4 separate regions of the Rattus norvegicus genome follow, and regions 2, 3 and 4 are each linked to region 1. Evidence: chromatin contacts called from public Hi-C data. All regions are on one chromosome and are shown on one strand. Each heading gives the region's core, a stretch centred on a gene start, on an enhancer-like site or on the middle of the called end of the contact. The rest is flanking DNA. Distances are from core to core; before and after follow the strand shown.

Evidence for each region. Hi-C and Micro-C count contacts between places; a contact is called where the count stands out from the background.
Region 2: a contact with region 1 is called in a Hi-C map of liver, with 3 times the contacts expected there. The contact joins the enhancer-like site here to the promoter of Fzd8 in region 1. A contact is called at or near these places in 2 of 12 Hi-C or Micro-C datasets (frontal cortex and liver).
Region 3: a contact with region 1 is called in a Hi-C map of liver, with 5 times the contacts expected there. The contact joins the enhancer-like site here to the promoter of Fzd8 in region 1. A contact is called at or near these places in 3 of 12 Hi-C or Micro-C datasets (kidney and liver).
Region 4: a Hi-C map of the A7r5 cell line shows a contact between it and region 1, with 6 times the contacts expected there. The contact joins the enhancer-like site here to the promoter of Fzd8 in region 1. A contact is called at or near these places in 2 of 12 Hi-C or Micro-C datasets (the A7r5 cell line and Schwann cells).

The regions. Positions count from the first base shown.
Region 1 is chr17:62,007,787-62,013,616 of GRCr8, reverse strand. It overlaps Fzd8 (frizzled class receptor 8), which reads right to left and starts at 3,623. Exons shown (of 1, transcript NM_001044251.2): 1 at 638-3,623. The coding sequence starts at 3,383. The coding sequence ends at 1,329.
Region 2 is chr17:61,073,202-61,079,031 of GRCr8, reverse strand. No RefSeq gene overlaps it. Among named protein-coding and RNA genes, the nearest start is that of Wac, 460 kb to the right of the region's middle. Within about 2 kb of position 2,526, at least 5 of the 93 cell types and tissues checked have an H3K27ac peak or open chromatin away from gene starts, as enhancers often do. A contact at or near this core is called in liver, where this site is marked.
Region 3 is chr17:61,230,687-61,236,516 of GRCr8, reverse strand. No RefSeq gene overlaps it. Among named protein-coding and RNA genes, the nearest start is that of Wac, 620 kb to the right of the region's middle. Within about 2 kb of position 3,481, at least 4 of the 93 cell types and tissues checked have an H3K27ac peak or open chromatin away from gene starts, as enhancers often do. A contact at or near this core is called in liver, where this site is marked.
Region 4 is chr17:61,366,189-61,372,018 of GRCr8, reverse strand. No RefSeq gene overlaps it. Among named protein-coding and RNA genes, the nearest start is that of Trnaa-agc37, 520 kb to the left of the region's middle. Within about 2 kb of position 2,153, at least 6 of the 93 cell types and tissues checked have an H3K27ac peak or open chromatin away from gene starts, as enhancers often do. A contact at or near this core is called in the A7r5 cell line, where this site is marked.

The DNA of each region.
Region 1 (5,830 bases), core at 2,374-4,873:
TTCTGTTCAAATAAATTAGCTTAGTCTTGACAGAGGAACAATAGCTTTTTTTTTTCTCCAGGAAAAGCAGCACACTTGGAATACACAAGCAGGGAATGCTATTAAGAAGTTAACCCATTCGTTCAATCTGTTAGGCAGCACCTGCTTTACTACACCATATTGTCAAGTGACTTACAGTATAGAGGTGACCTGTGGCCTCAAATACTAACCTCCACATTTCTGAGTGTGGTCAGGTCTGTAAAAGGCCAGGGCTTTCAAAGTCACAGACTGAAGATACTCACATAGGGCTGCTGTTAGTGTAAGTGGCATTATACCAGCAAATAAACAGGCCAAGTGGAATGGCTACCTTTGCAAATTGTCCACCCACACACATCATGAAGAGCTACACAGGCCAGCAAGGAGAGACCATAAAAACCACCATTTTTGGGGGAAAGTGCAAAAACGCGATTTTGATTTCAATTCAACAATGATATTTACTTTGCTAACAGTTCAAGAATTAGAGGTTAACAGGTAATTGTCTCCATGCCTAAAGTCAGTACAAAATGGCAAGCCAGAAAATGTCCAATGTGAGGAACATGTCCTTAGCAAGCATATGGGGAACAGTTCAAAAGAGGTGGGGGACAGGGTAGTACTTAAATCATTTATCAAAAGTCATTTTATTGACAAAATAGAATACTTATATTTGTTCTTACAGGGTAGCCTCTAAACTTTTTACAAATAATGTACACATTGTATATCTTTGGATATATACATAATTTACACCTTTTTTTTTTTTACAACTTAACAAATAATTATATAAATACATCCTTTAATGTAAGAAACCCGTATTTACTTGGGGTGTATAATTAAGACATTTATTGTTTATTTAAGGCATCTGCCTGGTCATTAAGAATACCCAAACCGTGCAGTCCCACAAGGTAGCAGTTGTCCCTCCTCTAGGATGTATGAAGGGTTGAATTTATGCTGAAGAAGTCGAGGGTGAAGCAGTCCCTTGGGTGAAGTTTGTAGTGGTATTACCTCAAGACTCATCCAGGGTATCCAGGAGGGTTCCAACTATGCTAGCCCACTGAAACCATTGTCTAGGGTAGGCGCTCCGGAGCATCGGAGGGGAGGGGCTAGGTCTGGGAGGCTTCAATGCCAGGTACTTTGTTCTAAGGGAATCATTTAAGTCCCTGTGGCTAATGGATACCATTAAGAGTTCATTATCATGCTAATAGCAGTCAACACGGTGAAGGGGTGGGAACCCCGGCCGATCTGGGGTCCCTTCGCCGCCCTCGGGTTCTCCATCCCCCACCCCTCTCCGCCCCTTCTGGGCTTCCGTTCAGGGTTCAGACTTGGGACAATGGCATTTGCTTAGGGTAAGATACAGAGCTGGCCGTGCCAGACCGCCACGTCAGGCCGGTGCTGACGTCGCTGTAGAGGGATCCCCCACCTCCGCCGTGCCCCCCACCCCCACCGGGCCCGGGGCCACCGCCCCCAGGGCCGCTGCCTCCGGCGCCCGCGCCAACTGCAGCGCCCTTGCTGGCCCAGCAGCAGCGAGTACACAACGCACGCCAGGACTCCAGAGTCTTGCCGGACCAGACCCACACGCCTGATGTGATGCCCACCACTAGGCACATGAAGTACTTGAGCATGAAGACCGCGTAGTCGGGCCTGCGAGCCTGGTCTGGCTGCAGGTCGCGAAGGCATGGGCAGTTGTGCGTGGCCTCCCAGCGCGGTCGGTTGTGCTGCTCATAGAAAAGGCAGGCGACAACGACGGCGGCGGGCACCGTGTAGAGCACGGTGAAGAGGCCCAAGCGGATCATGAGCTTTTCTAGCTTGTGAGTCTTGGTTGGGCCTCCTTGTTGCTTGATGACTGAGCGGATTCGGAACAGCGACACGAAGCCAGCTAACAGAAACATAGTCCCAATGAAGAGGTAGATGACCAGTGGCGCCAGTACAAAGCCGCGTAGGTTGTCAAGGCTCTGGTTGCCCACGTAGCAGATGCCCGCCACCGGGTCGCCGTCCACGGAGCTGAGCGCCAGCACCGCTATGGACTTGACGCTGGGCACGAGCCACGCGGCAAGGTGGAAGTATTGCGAGTAGCCTGCTATGGCCTCGTTGCCCCATTTCATACCAGCCGCCAAGAACCACGTGAGAGACAGGATTACCCACCAGATGGAGCTAGCCATGCCAAAAAAGTAGACAAGGAGGAAGACTACCGTGCACAGCGCGGGGCCAGTGGTCTCATAGCGCACGTGCTGCTCCACTGCACCCAGCTCCTCGTACTCGCCGCGCGCGCCCGGGCTGCTCGCCCCCGCTCCCGCCGCCCCCGCGCCAGCGGTCGCCGCGCCGCCAGCACCCCCAGCTCCTCCTGCACCCGGCGCGCCGCCGCTGCAGGCCACTTTCTCGTGTCCAGCCACCAGGCGCACCAGGTACCCGACAGACACGAAGAGGTAGCAGGCAGAGAGGAATATAATGGGCCGTTCCGGGTACTTAAAGCGCTCCATATCGATGAGGAAGGTAGAGACAGTGGCGAAGGTGGAGACGAAGCAGAGCACCGACCACAAGCCGATCCAGAAGACAGTGAAGGCGCGCTCATCCTGGCTAAAGAAGGGGTTGTGGCAGGGCAGCGCACAGTTGGCGATCTGGCCGGTCTTGACGCGGTTGTAGAGCGGGTGGCGTTCGCTGGACACACTCACCATGGGCGCGCGGCACTGGCACCCGGGCTCGCAGGGAGCGGCGCCGCCACCAGGGGGCCTCGCCTTCCCGCCGCGAGAGGGGGGCGCAGCCGCCGTGTCCCCGCTGCCCCTACTGCTGCCGCCACGATGTGGGGGCCTGGCCCCTGGCGGGCGGCTGTGGCCGCTGCCGGAGGGCGGCTGCTCGCCAGGCTGCGGCGGCGGCAGGCGGCGCGGTGGGCTGGGCGCGGCCGTGGTGAGGTCGGTGCGGTTGTAGTCCATGCACAGAGTGTCGGGGTTGCCCTGCTCCGGCAGCCGATCGCAGCGCATTCGGTCAGGCCAGGCAAAGCCGTACTGGCGCATGAGCGGCGCGCAGCCGGCCTTGGCGCGTTCACACACAGAGCGGCAAGGCGGCAGAGGTTTCTTGTAGTCCTCCAGGCAGATGGGCGTGTACATGCTACACAGAAAGAACTTGAGGTCCGGGGAGCACTGGATCTCCACCAGCGGCCAGAACTGGTGTACCTCTAGGCCCGCCTCATCTTGCGTGTCGTGGTTGAACTGGTTGGGCATGTAGGTGTAGTTGTAACCGATGCCCTTGCACAGCGGCACTGTGATCTCTTGGCACGCCAGCTCCTTGGCCGAAGCCGCGGCAGCGCCGCTCGAGCGCTGTAGCACCGCCAAGGCGGCTAGTAGCGAGGTCACTTCCAACAGGTAACCCCACTCCATGCTGAGCGCCGGGACCCCAAGTCCTCCTTCTCCGGGCGCCGCGCAGAAGGGCTCTACGGTGAGGAACCTGAGTAAAGGGAGTGCAGGCGACCAGAAGGTCTTGTCCGGCTTTTCTCTGCCGAGAGGAGAATCTGCCAACAATTTATCTCCTTTTCAGGCAGCGTCTGTGGCAGCAGGGTCGGAAACCTAGGCAGGACTCGTCCGGCCCTCCCCCACGCCTCTCCTGGGGTGACCGCAGACGCGCCACAATTCCACAGGGTCTGTCCTGCGCCCTCTGAGTCGCACTCAGCCCTCCCGGAGCGGAGCGGTGGCCCCCGGGATCATTCTCCTGAGCTCCTGTAGGTCCTCCTGCAAGCTCAGACACTTCGTGTGGCTCCCAGCAGCGAAGGCTCAGAGGGCGCCTCAAGTTTCCTTTCTGGCTTCAGTCAAGATGGCTGTGTCTGGCCTCTAGACTCTCGGGTCAGACCTAGCGGCCCCTCTTCGGGCCCCGAGGGTTCATGTCCGTTCCAGGCCGCGCCGCCACTGCCAGAGTTCCGGGCCCTCGGCTGCTCAGGCCGCCGCCTTCTCACTCCTGCGTCGGTCCTCTTGCATCTGCAGCCACCAAAAGTCCGAGCCGCGTTCTGGCCACAGTCGGGCAGGGTGCAGGACGTGCTTTCTTGCTAGACCGACAAACAAATCCAGAGCAAAAGACAGAGGGGACACCTGAGCACCGTAGTCCCAGCCTCCTCCTCCTCCACAGGAGCTGCGCCCTTCGCCTAACTTCCCGGCTTTAGTCAGCTAGCGCCTCCAGGCCGGCTCATGAATATTTATACAGCCTGCATTTGGTCTCCTCCCTCTTCTGCTTCACCAATCCCTGCGCAACGGGGCGGAGTATCTGCGTTCTCAAGGCTCTGCCTTCCTTAAGGAAGTCCGTAGTTTTGGGACTGCTTTCCTAGCTTTGGGCGGATGGAGAGTTTGTTTTTGGTCACCATGGGGTTGACCACACGGATTGAGCATTTACTCAGACTGTCCCCAAAGAGTTCAGCGCTTCAGAGGTCTTGGTCGCATTTCTCCGAGTCTGCTCCTGGGATCTCTCCCAGGAGAGATCTCTGGAATCACCTTCCAGGGCTCTCTGAGTCAGTCTCTTGCTCCACAGACAATATCTGCGGGGTCTAGATGGTCTTGGAAGCACAGCTAGGGCTCCAAGGCTGGTCCAGATCCAGAGCTAGGGCATTTCAGGGAGAGATTTCCTCTTGGTAGTCTCATAACGAGGGCTTTTCGGACTTGGCGACTTGGTGAGATAGTAGTGAGACTTCTATTGGGGCTAGATGACCAGGTTTGGCCAAGACTGCTTGGTAGCCCTTTCCGAGTGCTAGGAGCGTGGTACATAAGTGTCCATTGCCGCATGACCTGTGGCACTTCAGTTCCTTACCTAGAAAGCGGGAGTGATCAAGCCAGATGTCATTTGGGAGGTTGATTTTTTTGGATGGGATAAAATACATAAATATATGAAAGACGTAGATCAGTTTATCCTTTCAGACACAAACATAAGCTTACCAATAAGACACACTGACTACTGCCACTGCATTCCCTACCCACGTGCTACTTTTAAGACATACACACACTCATCTACATAAAAACTTAACATGTGTTTTTGTCTGTGCCTCCCTTTCTGCTGTGAGAGGCGGGGCTGCGTGCTGTACTCAACACCCAGAACCAGAGGAGCGTTCAGCTGCTGCCAGCCCTTTCAGCGTCCACCTTAAGTAGGGAGGAGGGTGTGAGGGGCCAGGGCCTGGCAGGTTCATTTGCGCTTGTTAGGACTTCCCAGGGGGTTGTCTTTCTCCTAGAATGGAGTGTTTATTTTTTAATTGATGTGCTGTTTCATTTAGCGCTTGTATGGAACTCACGCTGCGGCTGTAATTACTGTAATCTCGGGAATAAGCATTTCAGATAGTTAGGGTGGCAGGCACTCCAGTGGCCAGCCTCTCCCTCCCACCCTTGCTCCCCCTCTCCCTCCCTCACTCTCACCCTCCCTTCCTCCTTCCCTCTCCCTCTCTCGGTCCCTCTCCCTCTCTCCCTCCGTTTTTCCCTCCCCCTCCCTCTCTCCCTGCCCCCTCCTCTGCACCCTTCCTCCTTCTCCTCCTCCGCCCTTTCCCTTCCTTCCCCTTCCTTTCCCTTCCGCCCTTTCTTTTTGTTTCAAGATTTTTGCTTTTTGTCAGATTTCATACCAGGAACAAGTGGAACTGGAGAACAAAAGTTGGGCAGGGAGTAGAGAAGAGGCGACTGCAGGTCCGTTCTAGGCTGTGCAGGTTCTTTGGCAGTGGAGTGGTGATGGTGGTGGTGGGGGAGATAGCAGTTAACGTCATTAAAACAGCCTTGTGGCAAAACAAAATTAGCAACCATGGTGTATTGTGAGTTATAGTACTCTGTCTTCCTCCTCTTCGCTGCAGTTCAATGCAACAGCCTCT
Region 2 (5,830 bases), core at 1,277-3,776, 930 kb after region 1:
CACAAGTAATTGTGCTGAGGGTAAGGCCAATAATCCTCTTTCGGTTGCTAAGCACAACTAATTGGTAGGTAAAATCCATATCTGTAAGCGACTAATAGAGTTGAAACTTGGAGAGATGTACTCCCAGTGACCTGTAACTCCAAATACTTTGGAGTGAATGTCAATGATTATAGTAATAACTTCATCCCAGAAATTGTTTTTGTTTTTCTTTTGGTTAGGTTTTCTGGCTAGTCATGTGATCATTAAGTAAAAATTGATGCATGCACTATAATACATGCTTGATACAGTTGTTAAAATGCATTGAATTAATAAATACAATGAACTAGAATAAATTCTGAGGGAGAACTAGTTGTAAAGGGAAAAATTATGTAAAATTTCCTGCTATTGAAAATCCGAGCTTTTACATACAACCCCAGGACTTGGGAAAAGATGCAGACGATCAGAAGTTCAAAGGTCATATCAGTTGTCATACAGGTTAGCATTTGTTTACTTGATACAAAGTCCAGTCATGTAGGACAAGGCAAACTCAACCGAGGAATTTCCGGCATCAGAGGCATTTAGCATGAGGATATACCTCTGGGGGCACTGTCTTAATTACTAAGTGCTGTAGAAGAGGTGAGCCCACTGTGAGCAGGGTCATCCCTGTACAGGTATGCCTTGGCTGTATTTAAAAAGCTTCTGAGCAATCCAGAGGGAGCAAGCCAGTTAGGAGTATCCTGAGTGCTCTCTGCTTCAGTTCCTGTGCTGAACTCCTATCCAGGCTTCCCTCTGTGAGAGACTGTAACTTCTGAACTGCAGTAAACCCATTCCTCCCAAATGTTGCTTGTGGCCTTAGATAAAAGAAAACTAGAATAGCTACACAGAGAGTTCTAGGCCACCCAACATTCCAGAAGCTCCTGTCTCAAACAAAAGTATTTTCATTACAAATAAAAAAATACTATGATACATATGTTACATTAAATATATAACTGGATAACAAATAAAATTATGTTAATTTTTTGCCAAACAGTATATTGAACTTTCCTATGCAAAATGCTCTCATTAGGATACTATCATGGAATAAATCACGTATAGGGTTCTTGGGGGAGAGTCCCAGGGTAAGATGAAAGCAGTCATGCTTTTTTTTTTTTTATAAAATATGTAATCATGCACTAACTTATGTTACATACATATTGGGTATAAAAGCATCATGATAAGTGGACATATTTAACACTGGATTCCCAGGCTACATATGAAATTCCAAGGCACTGAAAATAGTAAGACATTTCACCTATGAAACCATAATGATGTATATTTGTAATGTAAACCTTTTCTCTCAAAATAGTATTCAGTGATTGCCAAACTCCATGCGGTGAGCCACTGGCCTGTGCTTTGCTGAAGATATTACTGAGTATTGGAGCAATAACTAGAGCTCATCTACACATTAGACTGCAATTGTCCCTATGCTCACTGTGTGTAAGGATTGTTTGGATAGTGACTTACTTATTCACATATACTTCCAGATGTGTCCCAGCTGTTTCAAATGTAAAATTTATCTTTGTTCTCTCTTTCCTTTTTGGTGGAGCCTGGGCCCATGAACATACTAACACTTGCTCTACCATTAAATTCATTCCTCGTCCACTTTTCTTTACTCTTGTTTTTCCCTGTTTTCTTTTCTTGCCTTTTCTTCTCTCTTCTCTTTTCCTTTCAATTTCAAGGCCACAGTCTTTGCTGAAAAGTCCAAAGAATCCTACTTAATTTGATGTAACAGTTTCATGAGCCCAAAGCAGGAGGTTCTTTGATCTGATTTAGGCAGAAATGACATATGGTGAAACTCTTTGTTTAACACCAGACTCAGAAGTTTGTGTGGGCACATGAAATTGGACATGATACTAAGGAAGCTGACCCAGGGGAAATCACAAATTCTAGGGCTGCCTGGACTATAGAGTAAGTTCAATGTCAGCCTTTCTGAAATCCCATCTCAAAACAGTAATTTTGAAAAGACAAAAAGAAAGGAAACACATTTGTGAGTGCTGTGTCAACACATCTAAATAATGCTATTTGGAGATAGCAGAATTTGGGGCAGGGGGCAGATGGACACATTCAATATTATGGGGGCCTTGCACACAGAATTATACAGGGAAGAGGTGGGGCTCACCCCATTTGCTTTTTCTGGTTAGAACAAAGGATATTGTGTATGACCTGCTTTCATTACAGGTTCTTTTAAAAATGTTTGAAAACAGTAGATGGTATGAAATATAGCCATGGCAGAAAATATCTTGGTCGTGAAGCCCAGTGAATGCATGCCCACTGGGATAGATTTGAATGGACCTGTGTCTTGTGGACTAATTTCCTATATGGTGCAGTGTATGCACTGTGACATAGCATTATTCTGTTCTGTGCATATTTTTAAAAGCATCAAATTTATAATGATCTGGCTCCATGTGGCTCATATAATACAAAATAGGGTTAAATGAAGTGGTTCTTGAAGTAATGTTGACCTTTGGGAATTGTTTGGCAATGACTGTAGACATACTTGGCAGCCACAGTGGGAAAATACTGGCATTTAGTGAATGCAGACTAATCAGCAACAGACTTTAACACAGCTTTTCACAAGTCTATGAGATCATGTACTTATGCATACATGTTTCATAAATTTCTGTAGTCGATAATGATGAACAAAATATCCACATGAGAGAGGCCATCGGACTAGCACTCAAGGACAGGAAAGTCACAGCAAACTGTTGAATATTAACAAGGTTGTTGATCACATAGTCTGTGGAACACCGATGCTGACAAATAGCACAGGACGTGGCCAATACTGAAGTTTCTCTGAAAAAGCAGTTAAAGAACATTCTGGAAAAGTATACAACGGTGGCTTTCTCCTCACATGCAAAGATCTTGCACCCATATAGAAAAGCACTGAGTATGTTTTAAGTCACTAAGTCCACTGGACAGGCAGTAACAAAAGCTGTCTTTGTTCTCTAACATCTAATTTCCTTCTATTCAGATTTCCCAAATACAGAAATGCTATAATTTGTATTTTAGGTAACCTTTCTCTTCCTGGCTTAACTGTGTAGTCCAATACCACATGAGACGCACTCATATTGAACAGAAGAGAATTGTTCCTGGCTGACTGTAATTTAGATTCATGTTTAATAGAGGATTCTGCATTTGGCTCTAGTGCCCACACTGAAGCTGCCTGGCTGACTTTCAGTGGATAGAATCGCAGCAGCCCATACAATCAAACCTTCTTGCTCACAGGATACTGGGAGGAAGATTCCTGTTGGGTAGCTCTCAGCTCAGGAGAGTAAGCAAAGCCCTTTGCATTCTTTTGGTCCATGCTCGAAGCATGGCTTCCAAATTAACTTTGGTGGTTGATTCTCTTCTGTCAACCTAGAAAGGCAGTCTGACAAGGTGAGGGTGAGAACAAGCTTAGACTCGGCATGGCATTCATGTGGCCCACCTTTCATCAACTAGACTCAAGATTCCTGACCACACTCACCTGGTCACTGTAAAAAGAGGAGCAAGGTCACAAGAAGCAAATGAGTACTTGGACCTTTCTACAACCATGCTGGATATAGCCCAGCAATATAAGAACAGCATCAATGAAAGGGTTTCACATCTACATTCAAGAAAAGTGACATTTTTAAAAGGATGAACAAAAGGAAAATATTATCTAAGATAGGTCAACAGAGACACAGCTGTGTGGTCTCTATATACTAAACCATCACTCTTCACAGAAATGTATACTCAAGCAGGATCTTGTTCTATTTACCAGTTCAGGCTCAGCCACCCTTAGTAGAGAACAATCCTTCTCTCCCGAGAATTTCCTTCTAGTTATACCACCAATAAAGCTGTATATGCTGTAAACAAAGCATAGTCAGAACGTGTTTGCCTTACAAATGAGAGAAACACGGATTAATCTTCAGAACTCACATTAAGAACATAAAACAGGGGCTGTGCCTAGAACTGAATTGAACTGGTCCCACAACTCCCTGCACCTAAACCCCGAAGGGGAGAGACCTGAACTCCCAGAAGAATCCTGAGATCTCAGGGGAGACCGCCACTTCTGCCACTTCTGCTCACATTCCTGGCCCAACAGGAACCTGCATGGTGACCTCTGGATACAGGAATATAGGATCAGTCAACAGCAGAAACCTGCTGGGTCGGGCCTGTGCCCATAACTTAATTGAACCAATCTCCTAGCTCCCTGCACCCAAATTCCCTGGGGGAGAGAGCTGGACCCTCGGAAGTATGGACAATCCTGAGAACTCAAAGGAGAAAACTACTTTCTGCCGATATTCATGAACTAAGAGGAAACGGTCTAGTGCCATCTGTGCCCTCTGGGCACAGGGGCCTAGCAGCAGTCAGGTACAGGACCCTTCAGGTTTCTGCCTGCACCAAGAGCTGAAAGCCAGTCACCGAGAGCACCTACACACCTGAGAGCAGAGGTAAGACCAACTCATCTGAGCCAAGCAACGCATCTGGAGGCTCAGATCACAAAAACACAGGGGCAGGTCTCGGTTCCCATATCCGGCTGAAAGAAAACACATCTACAGGAGTGCTGACACACAGGCCTATAGGAGCCACTGGCAGAAACAGCAAGAAAAGCTAACACCAGAGACAACCTGATGACAAGAGGCAAGTGCAGGAAACTAAGCAACAGAAACAAAGACTACTTGGCATCATTAGAGTCCAGTTCTCCCACCAAAGCAAATATTGGATATCCAAACACACTGGAAAAGCAAGATTTGGATTTAAAAATGACATCTTTTGATGATGATAGAGGACTTTAAGAAGGATATAAATAACTTCCTTAAAGAAATACAGGATAACACAAGTAAACAAGCAGGAGCCCTTAAAGAGGAAACACAAAAATCCCTTAAAAAATTACAGGAAAACACAAACAGGTGAAGGAATTGAAAAAATCCAGGATTGAAAAATGGAAAAAGAAACAATAAACAAAGCACAAAGGGAGACAACTCTGGGGATAGAAATTCTAGGAGAGAGATCAGGAATTATAGATGCAAGAATCACTCACAGAATACAAGAGATAGAAGAGAGAACTCAGGGGCAGAAGATGTGATTGAAAACATTGACACAACCATCAAGATAAAGTAAAACACAAAAAGCTCCTAGCCCAAAACATCCAGGAAATCCAGGACACAAGGAAAAGATCAAACCTAAGGATAATAGGTATTGAAGAGAGTGAAGACTCCCAACTTAAAAAGCCATTAAATATCTTCAACAAAAAATTATAGAAGAAAACTTCCCTAACCTAAAGAAAGAGATGCCCATAAACATACAAGAAGCCTACAGAACTCCAAATAGATTGGAGCAGAAAAGAAATTCCTCTACTCACATAATAGTCAAAACACCAAACGCACAAAACAAAGAAAGAATATTAAAAGTAGTAAGGGAAAAAGGTCAAATAACATATAAAGGCAGACCTATCAGAATTACACCAGACTATGCAACAGAAACTAAGAAAGCCAGATGATCCTGGGCAGATGTCATACAGACCCTAAGAGAACACAAAAATACTCTTATAGTAGCCCAGGCTACTATATCCAGCACAACTCTCAATTATCATAGATGGAGAAACCAAGATATTCCATGAAAAAAACAAATTTACACAATATATTTTTACAAATCTAGCCCTACAAAGGATAATAGATGGAAAACTCCAACACAAGGAGGGAAACTACACTCTAGAAAAAGCATGAAAGTAATTTCCTTATAACAAAACTAAAAGAAGAGACATACAAACATAATTCCAACTATAACATCAAAAAAATCAAAAAATAACAATTACTATTCTTTAATATCTCTTAACATCAATGGACTC
Region 3 (5,830 bases), core at 2,232-4,731, 780 kb after region 1:
CACACAAAAAATATTTATTATAGACCTAAAACTTCAAAAAGAAACTGTAACAATAAAGGGCTCCAGAAAAGAAAACATTGTGAATCCTCATTTAAGATCATGTGATGCCAGTGTAGGCAATGAAAAAAAAAGTCAGACAGAGACAGGTACGAGTGGCAGAACATTTCTCTGAAGAGTGATGAAAATTAATGAAAATTAATTACAGTAATGGGCACATAGTTTTGTAAATAAACTAAAATCATTGATTACCGTATTTTTTTTTTTTTTTTTGCTGTTGTTTGTTTTGTTTTGTTTTGGCTTGGGTATTTGATTTTTCTTTTTTTTCTTTTTTTTTATTATTAACTTGAGTATTTCTTATTTACATTTTGAGTGTTATTCCCTTTCCTGGTTTCCGGGCAAACATCCCCCTAATCCCTCCCCATCCCCTTCTTTATAAGTGTTCCCCTCCCCATCCTCCCCCCATTGCCTCCCTCCCCCCAACAATCTAGTTCACTGGGTGATTACCGTAGTTTTATTTAGTTATTTCACTTATTTCTGTATTTATTAGAAACAGAGCGATGCTTTGTAACCAGACTGACCTTCAACTCACTATTTAGTACAGACTGGTCTGGAACGGGTGATTCCTTTGCCTCAACTAACCAAGTGCTGGGGTTCCAGGTGCCCTCCCCATGCTTGACTATGAATTGAACACTTTAAATTGGTAAGTTAAAATAGTCTTCTGTGGACCAGCAGTGTCAACCTTCTGTATTACCAGCAATGTAACCCAGACCCACAAGATCTCTCAGACATTGAATCCCCAACTAGGCAGCATATACAAGCTGGTTCAAGGCCTCTCAACACCTATATAGCAGAGGACTGCCTGGTCTGTTCTCAGTGGGTCTTAGTACCTTGAGAGACTTGAGGCCCCAAGGAGTGGGGAGGCATGGGGTGGGGCATCCTCTTGGAGACTGAGGAAAGGGTAGAGAACCTTTTGGCTTGGCTTACTTCTAGACACTTGGCAGGAATTTGGCCAGGACAAAAGAAGTAAGCTCCAGGCAGGAATCTGACTTTGGACCAGGACTCAGGAAATAGGCCCAGATTAAGAATGTTTACATTTGAGTTAATGCAAAGCTCAGAGCAGGCTCAGTGGAGGCATGTGTGGCAGTTCTTTTGTCTTGGTCATCCTGAGAAAGGTGTTTATAGGATTTTGTTTATTGCCTTGCTTGTTCCTTGATCCAGGACTGGTATTTTTTTGCATGTACTTAAAGTGTTTTAAAAGCAGACCAGAAAATAATAAACCCACTTCAGCCTCAGATCTGGCTGGGATCATGCTATAGTATTGTCTAACAGTCTTTTTCTTTTTAATCCTCACTCCTGCTGTGGAGAACCTGTTGACTGACTGAACTGCCTTGGTCAGGAGAGGAGGAATGGACTGAGGAACTGTGGGAGGGTAGACCAGGAGGTGGGCAATGACTGGACTGTAATAAATAAACAAACAAACAAATAAGACAAAATAACTTCTGTTTTAAAAACAGTTTTAGAGGCAAATTGATAAGTCTTGATGCTTATTTCAATAACAATAAGGAGAGAGAAGAAGAGAGAGAAGAAAACTCACTAGTTGGTAGATCTATGAGGAAGAACACAGAAAAGGGAACAATTTCACTGAGGATGACAGGCTCAGTCTGAGATATGGGAAATTGGAGTAGAGGCACAGGAATGCACGGGGCTGGGAGTTGTGGTATGAGAGTAATTACAGTTCCCTGGGCAGGTATGGCATGACAATAGTATTTGGATTTTCTGCAGAGAAAGGAGAATTGGCCTAAGGCAATGGTTTCTGCAGCCTTCACATTACCCGAACCAATTTGACATTCCTATACCCCACCCCCAGAAAAAAACAGGTGCAATGATTAGTTTTAATTGTCAACTGATACAATCTGGAATCCTTTTGGAAGGGTATCTTGATGACAATTGTCTAGGTAAAGTTGAAGAGTGGGCCATTTATCTTGATTAATGAGATCTCACTTTGGGTGGTGTCATTCCCTAGGTAAGGGACCCTGGGTTGTATAAGAGAGAAATTGGGCTGCACACTAATACATGTGCCTTAAGTCATTGCTCTCTGCTCTTTAATGTGGATGTAATGTGACTAGTTGTTGCAAGTTCCTGCTTTCTTAACATCCCTGTGATGATGAACGGAGACTTGTGAAAGAGAAAAAAAAAGTCCTTTTGCCTTTATACTGCTGGGCATTTTTTTCCCTGAGATTCATTTTCTGTTGTGTTATTAATACAATACCCTTCAACAACAAAAAAAGATTACTAATAGACATAAAGACACTAAAGACTTTATAATAGGAAACAAAAGCTTGATTTTTTTCTTTCCTTAATAGTAACTGTTACTTAGAAATAAAAAGTTTAACACAAGCGATTGTAGAAATCGCTCAAAGTCTAAGAGCGCTTGCTACTCTTTCAAATGACCTTAGTCTGGTTCCCACTATACATACTGGGCTGTTACAACTGCCTATAAGAGTGTCAGGGTATGTAATAACCTTTTCATACTCAATGGACACCTGTACACACCTGGTATGTGCTCACAGAAACATGCATATACACATAGATAAAACACACAGCTGGGCATGGTGATCTTGCCCTCAGAATACACAGGTAGGCTGATCTCTGTGGATTCCAGGCAATCCTAGTCTACACAACAAGTTTCAGGCGAGACAGAGCTACACAGCAAGAACCAATAACTAAATATCTTAAAAAAATAAAATTTAACATATATATCACTACGATTTAAAATCTAATTTTATTAAAATCCTAAACAAATTAGTCCTCATATATGTAAACATGTATGCTTGTAAATTACATATTTTTGTCACACAGAAATGGGATTTTTTTCAATGCAAGATGGCCTCTTAGTTGTCTATATTTTTAAGAAATAGTCTGCCAGACCTGCTGGTGCCCAGGTGGTCGAGGCAGGGGATTTGTAAAAAATCAGAGGCATTGTGGAATACAGTATGAGTTTGAGGATCGTCTTAGAAACTGAGTAAGACTCTGCTTTAAAAAAAATTAAAGAGAAACGAAAGTAAAAGTAATACTGTAACAGAGCTCAGTAACAGTACCCTTGCCTAGCTAGCACACATGGGAGACACCCTGGATTCAGTAATTCGTAAAATATGAGTAGCCTATTTCCTACAAACAGCAGGGTGTATTATCTTAAGACCTTCCATCCTCGATAATTGGATTGTTTTTATTACTGTAGTTTATTGTTGAGACTGACTTAGCTGATGTTTATAACTGGCCACTTAGAATGCCCTATTCTTCAACATGACCTCTGTGGAAGGGCTCCCTTGGCAGCCAAGTGCTGTTTCAAAGTAATGTACCGACAAGATAAGAATAATCAACTTAAATATTTATTTGAACTCTCCTCAAAATAATTCCTTATGAGACTCAAAGCTGAAAAACAAAATGTCCTGAACAAGTGCAGACACACTTTGCTTTCACAACTGAACTGATCAGAGGGCATAGTGCATGGGTCATGACCGCTGTGTCCAGGGCATAGCAGACTGTGTATCTGCAGCTTTGATGTGGATTTATGCTTCCAGATGAAGTTTTATCTTTGCTACCAGATATTTATAGACACATATGTGAATACAAGTACATCTATGTCATATATATGTAAGTCAAGAATATCTATAAAATCTACATCTGCACTTCATTGCTTAACATAATAACCACAACTATTTATCACTTAGAATGAAGAGTTGATTGTGGCTTTTGTTTGATAATTGCCAGTAGAGAAGATATTGAAACTGTTGTAAAAATATGTTAGTAGTTAAATTGCTTGTCTAACACATATGTCTAACACATGCGCCATCCCCAGCACAACAGAAACTAGGCGTGGTGGCAGATGCTTGAATTCTGAGCATTCACTTGAGAAGTGGAGGCAGGATAATCATAAACTCAAGATTATCTTTGATTATATATTGGGATTGAGGCCAGTATAAGCAACATTAGACAGTGTCTCTTTCTTCCATATACCAGATAATTTAGTTTAGAATCCACAGTTTTTGCATATAGTATTACAGGAATTCTTCATGTAGAAATTAGCTATTATAAATCACATGACAGATTACCATTCAAACTATTTGGAGAAAAAATTCACGAAATGACTATGTAGATATTTATATTTAATTTATATTTAAATTCCATCAGCCTTTTCAGTGGACTCATTAGCATGCCTGGCAAGTGGGAACAGAGTGTAGACTGCTGTAGTCTCACTGGTGTTGGAAAGGAAACGGTAAATGGGGCACCAGATGCCCTTACAATGTGCAACTATTAGAGTCAGCCTTTGCTTTCACATAGGAACTACCTGCTCTGCCATGCATTTTCTGCTCTGTGATGCATGTACTTCCTGGTCCTTGCATTCTCATTCACCACGAGAAGCTCGGTAGACAGCAGTTCCAAGTAACTATCTAACCTTCCAGTGAAGCTGTTCCTTCTGCTTCTGGTTTTCTCTATTGTTTGTGCTGGAAGGCGCATATTTTTACTTCCCACATTCTTCCTTTCCTTGTTTTTCATAGAATGATTTAAAATATACTCCTTTTCTGACCTTTCATGCTGGCTGTTCTTCACAAAAACTGTTGTTTATGACCAATATCAAGAAATAAGTAGCTAGGGCTGGAGAGATGGCTCAATGGTTAAGAGCACTGACTGCTTTTCCAGAGGTCCTGAGTTCAAATCCCAGTAACCACATGGTGGTTCACAACCATCTGTAATGAGATCTGATGCCCTCTTCTGGTGTGTCTGAAGACAGTTACAGTGTATTTATATATAATAAATACATCTTTAAAAATAAAAAGGAAAGAAAGAGATAAGTAGCTAAATACATTCTAGTCAAAGGTAGGGTCTGGGGGAAAGGAATATCCAGGATTTTACAGGATCATTGCTATTTTTTGACACTGAGATTCTTTGTACATGATACCAATCTGTAACTATGTTTCAACACTAAAAATTTTGGGCATTTTTGTAGCTTAACAGATTGTAGAACTAAGGGAAATCCTCACATGAATTTCTGTAAATTTTACAAAATGAATTACAAAAATATAAATGGTATCTCCACCACTTGCAAAGCTCTGCTGTATGCTTTGTGGGATAAGGAAGGGCCTAGGTGGCTATGTCAAGTTCAAAGAAGTACAGTGGAGAGCAAATGATTGTCGAGATATATATATATATTTCCCTAAGTTGAAACATTCTCTCTCTGGAGCAAGAACGAGGGAGGCTTGGAAGACTCACGAAGCTCATGAAAATTACAAGACCTGGAAAATGAATGAACTTAAATAGATTAGAAAGTTTCAAGGTTCACAAGTCTTCCCCTAAGCTTATATAATCAGGAACAACAACTCCAAGAGAGGGAAGGCAAGGAACACTGGTTTCCAGGCAACCATTATATAGGGCAGGAGCCTTGAACATAGGTCTCCAGGCAATTGTTACAACAGCTAGGGTAAGAGAACCCCAGCAATTCTTTAGGGGACAGATTATAAAACAACAGTGCTACATCTGGCCTGTGAGAGACAGAGGCTTGTGGTAAAACTTAAGTTTAACACATCTCGTGAGAATGTCCTAGCATAGATGTGTGAGCCTCCTTGTTGAAAATAATTTGTTATGGAGCAAGAGAAAACTTAAAAGTCCTGACAGCAGAACATTGAAGAAATTGTGGACTGCTATACAGATCTTCCTATCCTTTTCATATATGAAAAGGTCATTTATAGTATTTTTAAAATAGAGAATTAACATACCTTTGAAATAGTTTTAGTCTGAAAAATATTTTTCCTCAAACAAAAATTATCAACTT
Region 4 (5,830 bases), core at 904-3,403, 640 kb after region 1:
CTTTTTTTTTTAAATAATAATGATAGTCAAGACTTCCTTTTTAAAAAAAATTATTTATATGAGTACACTGTCGCTGTCTTCAGATACACCAGATCTCATTACAGATGGTTGTGAGCCACTATGTGGTCATTGGGAATTGAACTCAGGACCTCTGGAAGACCAGCTGGTGCTCTTAACCACTGAACCATCTCTCCAGCCCCAATTTTTGTTCTCTTAGTAGTATCTGTATGACAGCTGTCCAAGATCTTCTTGCTTTTATAGTCTCTGTTGAGAAGTCTGGTGTAATTCTGATGAATCTTCCTTTATATATTACTTGACATTTTTCCCTTACTTCTTTCAATATTCTTTCTTTGATCTGTGCATTTTGTGTTTTAATTATTATGTGATAAGAGAAATTTCTTTTTTGGTCCCATCTGTTTGGTGTTCTGTAGGCTTCTTTAATGTTTATGGGCATCTCATTCTCTAGGTTTGGGAAGTTTTCTTCTATAATTTTGAAGTTATTTACTGGCCCTTTCAGTTGGTAATCTTCACTCTCTTCTATACCTGTTATTCTTAGGTTTAATCTTTTCATTGTATCCTGGATTTCTTGAATGTTTTGAGTTAGGAGCATTTTGCTTTTTTCCATATTCTTTTAGTGTTGTGTCAATGTCTTCTAGGGTTTCTTCTACACCTGAGATTCTCTCTTCTATCTCTTGTATTCTGATAGTGCTTGCATTTGTGATTCCTGATATCTTTCCTATGTTTTCGATCTCCAGGGTTGTCTCTGTGTTTTCTTTAATGTTTCTATTTCCATTTTTAGATCCTGGACAGTTTTATTCAATTCCTTCACCTGTTTGATTGTGTTTACCTATATGTCTTTAAGAGATTTATTTGTTTCTTCTTTAAGGACTTCTACTTGTTTGCCTGTGCTCTCCTATATATTTTTAAGTGGGTTATTTATGTCATTCTTAAATTCCTCAATCATATTCATGAGATGGGATTTAAGGTCTGAATCTTGCCTTTTGTGTGTGTTAGGGTATCCAAAACTTGGTGTGATGGGAGAACTGGTTTCTGATGTTGTCAAGTAGCATTAGTTTCTGTTGCCTCTGGTCTTGAGCTTGCCTCTCACCATCTGGTTATCTCTAGTACTAACTGCCCTGCTGTCTCTGACTGGAATTTGTCCCTCCTGTGTTCCTGGTTGTGTTAGAACTCCTTGGAGTTCAGCTGTTTCTGGGATCCTGATATCCTGAAATCCTGTTGCATCAGAGCTTCTGGGAGTCAAGCTTTCTCTGGGTGTTACAGGAGTGTGTGGGCAGCCAGAGCCCTGGGTCTGTGCTGAAGACAGGTGCAAGTGGCCAGGAACCTGTGCCTCGGGATGAGGGAGATTCATATTTCCCTAGTTTCTGTGGGGGATTACCAGTGGAAAGATGTTTGTCACCTCAACTGTGATCGTGAGTATGTCAGAGCTCCAGTGATCCTGGGTGTGTGTCCGATCCTCTGGGAGTTGAGCTTCCTCTGTGATCCTGTGATCCTGGGCATTTCAGAACACCTGGGAGTCAGACTTTCTCCAGGTATTGTAAGTGTAGGTGTGGAGCTAAGCCACTGGTCTGCTTCTGTGCAGGTTCAAACAGGAAGGAAGATTTTTACCCTTCTAATTCATGTGACAATGTATAACAAAGGTAATTTAAGGCTTGAGGTGTTTGATTTGGCTCATAGTTCTTGGACTTATCATGGCAGGGACACCTTAGTGGTGATATCACGGCAACAGGAGCTTGAGGTAGCTGGTCACATTTTACTAAGTCAGGAAGCAGAGAGACATGGATATTGTTGCTCAACTCACTCTCTCCTTTTTATTAAGTACAGGATTCCAGATTGTAGTATAGCGTAGCGTAGCGTAGTGAAAGACTCTGCTCATCTGAAAACACTGGATATCATCTGAGGTCATTTCCCTTCTCTCAAGTTCCAACATCACAAGGGTCAGTTTCTGTGCTATGAATGGTCAGGTGGTACTCATTTTTGTTTTGTGACTCTGTAAGTATGTACCTGTAGAAAGGTCACAAGTCAACCTTGGGTTCTTTTCCTCAGGAGCCTCCTACCTTGTTTGAGGAGACAGTGTCTTTTCATGGCCTACAGTGTTACTATGGGAATGGCTGGCCAATGAGTACCAATGGTCTCACCACTAGGATTGCAAGTTTGTGCACCACTATCCCTGGCTTTTTTATGTAGATTCTGGAGATGAAGCTTGGTTCTCCTACTTGTAAGGCAAGCACTTTACTGACAACTATCTTCTCAGGCCTAGGGGATTCCCATTTTTAAAAGGATTTAGCATGCGGCTTTCTGAATTTTTGCTCTCAATCTGAACATGCTGAGGCCCAGGTTGAGGCTGCATTCCCTGTTTTAGGTAGACTAGAGGAGCTTTCTTGTTTTGTTAAAAGCATTGTGAATTTACCACAGTCTGTCTAGCCACATTCCAGGAAATCCTTCTATAGCCTTGCTCCTGAGGAATCCAGGCTGCCTTAACAATGACTCTCTTGTTGTCTTGAAACACTGGTGGCCACAGACAGCAAGCATAGCATGACCCATACTTAGGAAGCCTAAATCTATTCACAGCATACTTTGGAATAATTTAATGCTAGACCAAATTTGTTTTTCAGTGGTTGCCATAGAAATCTACTATATTTAGGGAGTTTATATTGGGATATCTGACAGGTGACCTAAACCAGACTATTGAGTAGAGAGGTAATAATTCTAATGCATAAGAGTTAATGCAGGCAGAATGGGCAGAACTTCTAAAACAACATGGCTTCTGTTCTGGCTTCTGTCAGGACAACATTCCAAAAAGAGAGAGCATGTTCAATCCCAGTCTCTCTTTCTTGTGGGGTTTCTGAGGGTGTTCCCTTCCACATCTGCTAGACCATCAGAGAGCAGGGAAGATGCTATTTTCTCATTAGCTGTGCATGTCCTCATTGTGTTCTACTTGAAGAAGTATTGGGAAGACAATGTTCAAAATCCCTATATTATATAGAGATTTCATTTTAAACTAGAAGATGCCTTAAGGAAAACAAATTGAAATGCAGGTTAATTTTAATTGGTATCTTGAATTCAACTTTGGTGCTAGGGATGTAGCTCAGTTGGTAGTAGGTTTGCCAGACATGCATGAAGCTATGGCTTTGAGCTCTAGCACCACAAAACCAAACATCCTACTTCACACCTACAATCCCAATATTACTAACATGGCAAATGGACAAGGTGTGATGTTTCACGCCATCTTGTGCTTCCTAGGGAGTTCAAGACACGTCAGAGGAATATGAGGTCTGTCTCAAAAATTATTTTTCACCGGCATTTAGGAATTATTACCATTGGATACTCATGTTTATCTGAATAACTGTAAAGCATACTCCTTTTGTAGGTATCTACAGGGTGACTTGAATGTACTTTAGTCAGTCACAGTAGAAACACTAAGACCACTTCTCCACTTTTTTTTAAGTTAGTTATTTCTCAAACATTGTATAACATGGGTTAATATGTTTTTATGGAGGTCTGTCACTGATGTTTCTAAATAACTTAATAGCATAAATATTTTAAAATGCTCTCTATGCTCATTTCAAATTTGGTGATTATCAATACCTAAAATTCACACCAGTACGAGCTCTCTGCAGTCCTCAAATTTGTATAAAAAAAACTTCAAACAGTTCTGGTATTCATTGATTTAAGTAAACAGTGCACAAAGGACCAGAGGGAGCACTTAGAGGTGGGGGGATTAAAGGCACCTTGATTGAAGCTAAAGTAGACATTGTTTGTTAACCTGGTATGGAGAGATCAGGGATAGATGGATGGAATTTATAGAGGAGAGGTGGATCTGGCAGACACCTTTCACACTGGCACTCAGGAAGTCCAGAGAAGATGGCATTGTTTTAAAAATGCATGTGCTTATTCTAGTACAAGACTGCAGGCACCTGTGTCATAGTGTGTGGAGGTCAGGAAACAGCCTTGGGAATAGATTCTAGCCTATTTTTTTTAGAATATGCTTTCTTGCTATCCCTTATGCACTTGCACACACTAGGCTAGCTTACCTGAAAGCTTCTCTTCTCTATTCTTCTCCACTTCCTACCTCACCCAGAATCCTGGGATTGCGGACTCACAGCTATTGAAGCCTTCGAACAGGAGTTCTAGGGACCAGAATTCAGCTCCTGGCAGATTCTCTATCCACTAAGCTACCTCCCCTGTCTATGGATCATGATTTTGATGCAGTCTAGGTTATGTAGAGAGAACCTATCTCAATTCTTTTTCTCTAAGAAAGAGGGAAAAAGCCAGTGGGCTAAATTGTATGAAAATTTGAGGCTTTAAACAAGAGAGGAAAGGTGACAAGCAAATGTCTGAAAGAAAATAGTATATAAAATAAACATTTTCATGTACTTATAATAAAAATCATATACCATATATGTCTAGACATGAGACTGTGGCTGTTCTATACCTTGTGTGCTTAGGATGCATGACTTTGTGGAGAAAAATTGGAGGCCTCTTCTGCTCCACTCTCCCAGCTAGTATAATGTATAAAATTGAGTTAGCTCCTGGGGACTGTGAAGCATTATAAGCTTGGCGAAGGTATTCCTCCCTCAAGCTGAACTCTATAACCTTGCTCATATACATAGCGCAAATCACCACATTTTATAGTTAGTAATGAAACCTTTATATTCAATCCATGATAAATATGTATATGTGCATATTATGTACATTGTATACAGGTATAATTCAATTCTGAGAATATTTTCCATTTTCTTCTGAAAAACTATTTTGAATATGTGCCTTTATATATTGCTTCAATCCTGTTTGTACTATGCAAATGATGTAAAGAATGAATTGTTTGGAGATCTGTGAATGTGGCTTGGTTATAGAGTGATCATCCAGCCTTACAGAAGCCACGGGGTGACTCAGCACTTCATAGACCAGGGCTGGTTGTATACACCTGTAAACCCAGTACTTGGAGGTAGAGGCAGAAAGAACAAAGTTCGGATTCATCTTCACTACATAGAAAGTTCGAAACTTGTCTGAACAACTTGATACTCTGTCTCAGAAAAAAAAGGAATAACTTTTTAGTATACAGAAAAAATTCTGTGGAAGCAATTTAAGATAGACCCCTGATGTGAACGAGGTTTGTTTTTTTTTTAAGCTATGACTGGCAATATTCACTGTCTTTTCCCTTCGTGTGTTTTACAGTTTGTTTCCTTGGTGTTTAAACAGTTATTCCTTGATATTTTTGCCCCAGCAGTGAAAATAGATGACGGTGAAAACATGAATAAAAAATGAGTCTTTTTACATGGAACTTTTAGATTTTGGTTTTCCATTAATGATTAATAAGTGTTTACAAATCAGCTTTCTGCTGCACATGGCTATTGGACCTACACGGGCTGCTGTTTCAGGTCAGGCTGAAGAAGGCACTCAAGGTCACATGGGTTCTCACAGCCTGTGGGTCTCAGGGAGAGAAAGGCAAGACTAGCTGGTCCTGAAATGCTGGTGTCTACTCTAGATCACAAGGATGGCAAGGTGATAGCCCCTGTGTGGAAGTGGCAAGGAAATGAAAGGGTAGAAGAGATGCTGAAAACAATTTGTACTGCTTTGGGGGGAAGATCAAAAGAGTTAGTCAGTTCCTTTTAAAATGTCTATCTGTTGTCCATCCATCCATTCACCCACTCATTCATGTGCTTGCAAGTATGTATGTAGTGTATTAACATGTGTGCATGTGTGCGTGCGTATGTAGGTGCATACCCACAAATGTGTGCAGAGTTCAAAGGAGGACATTGGGGGGTCCTCCTCTACTGTTCTCTGCCTTATTCCTTTGAAACAGGGTTTC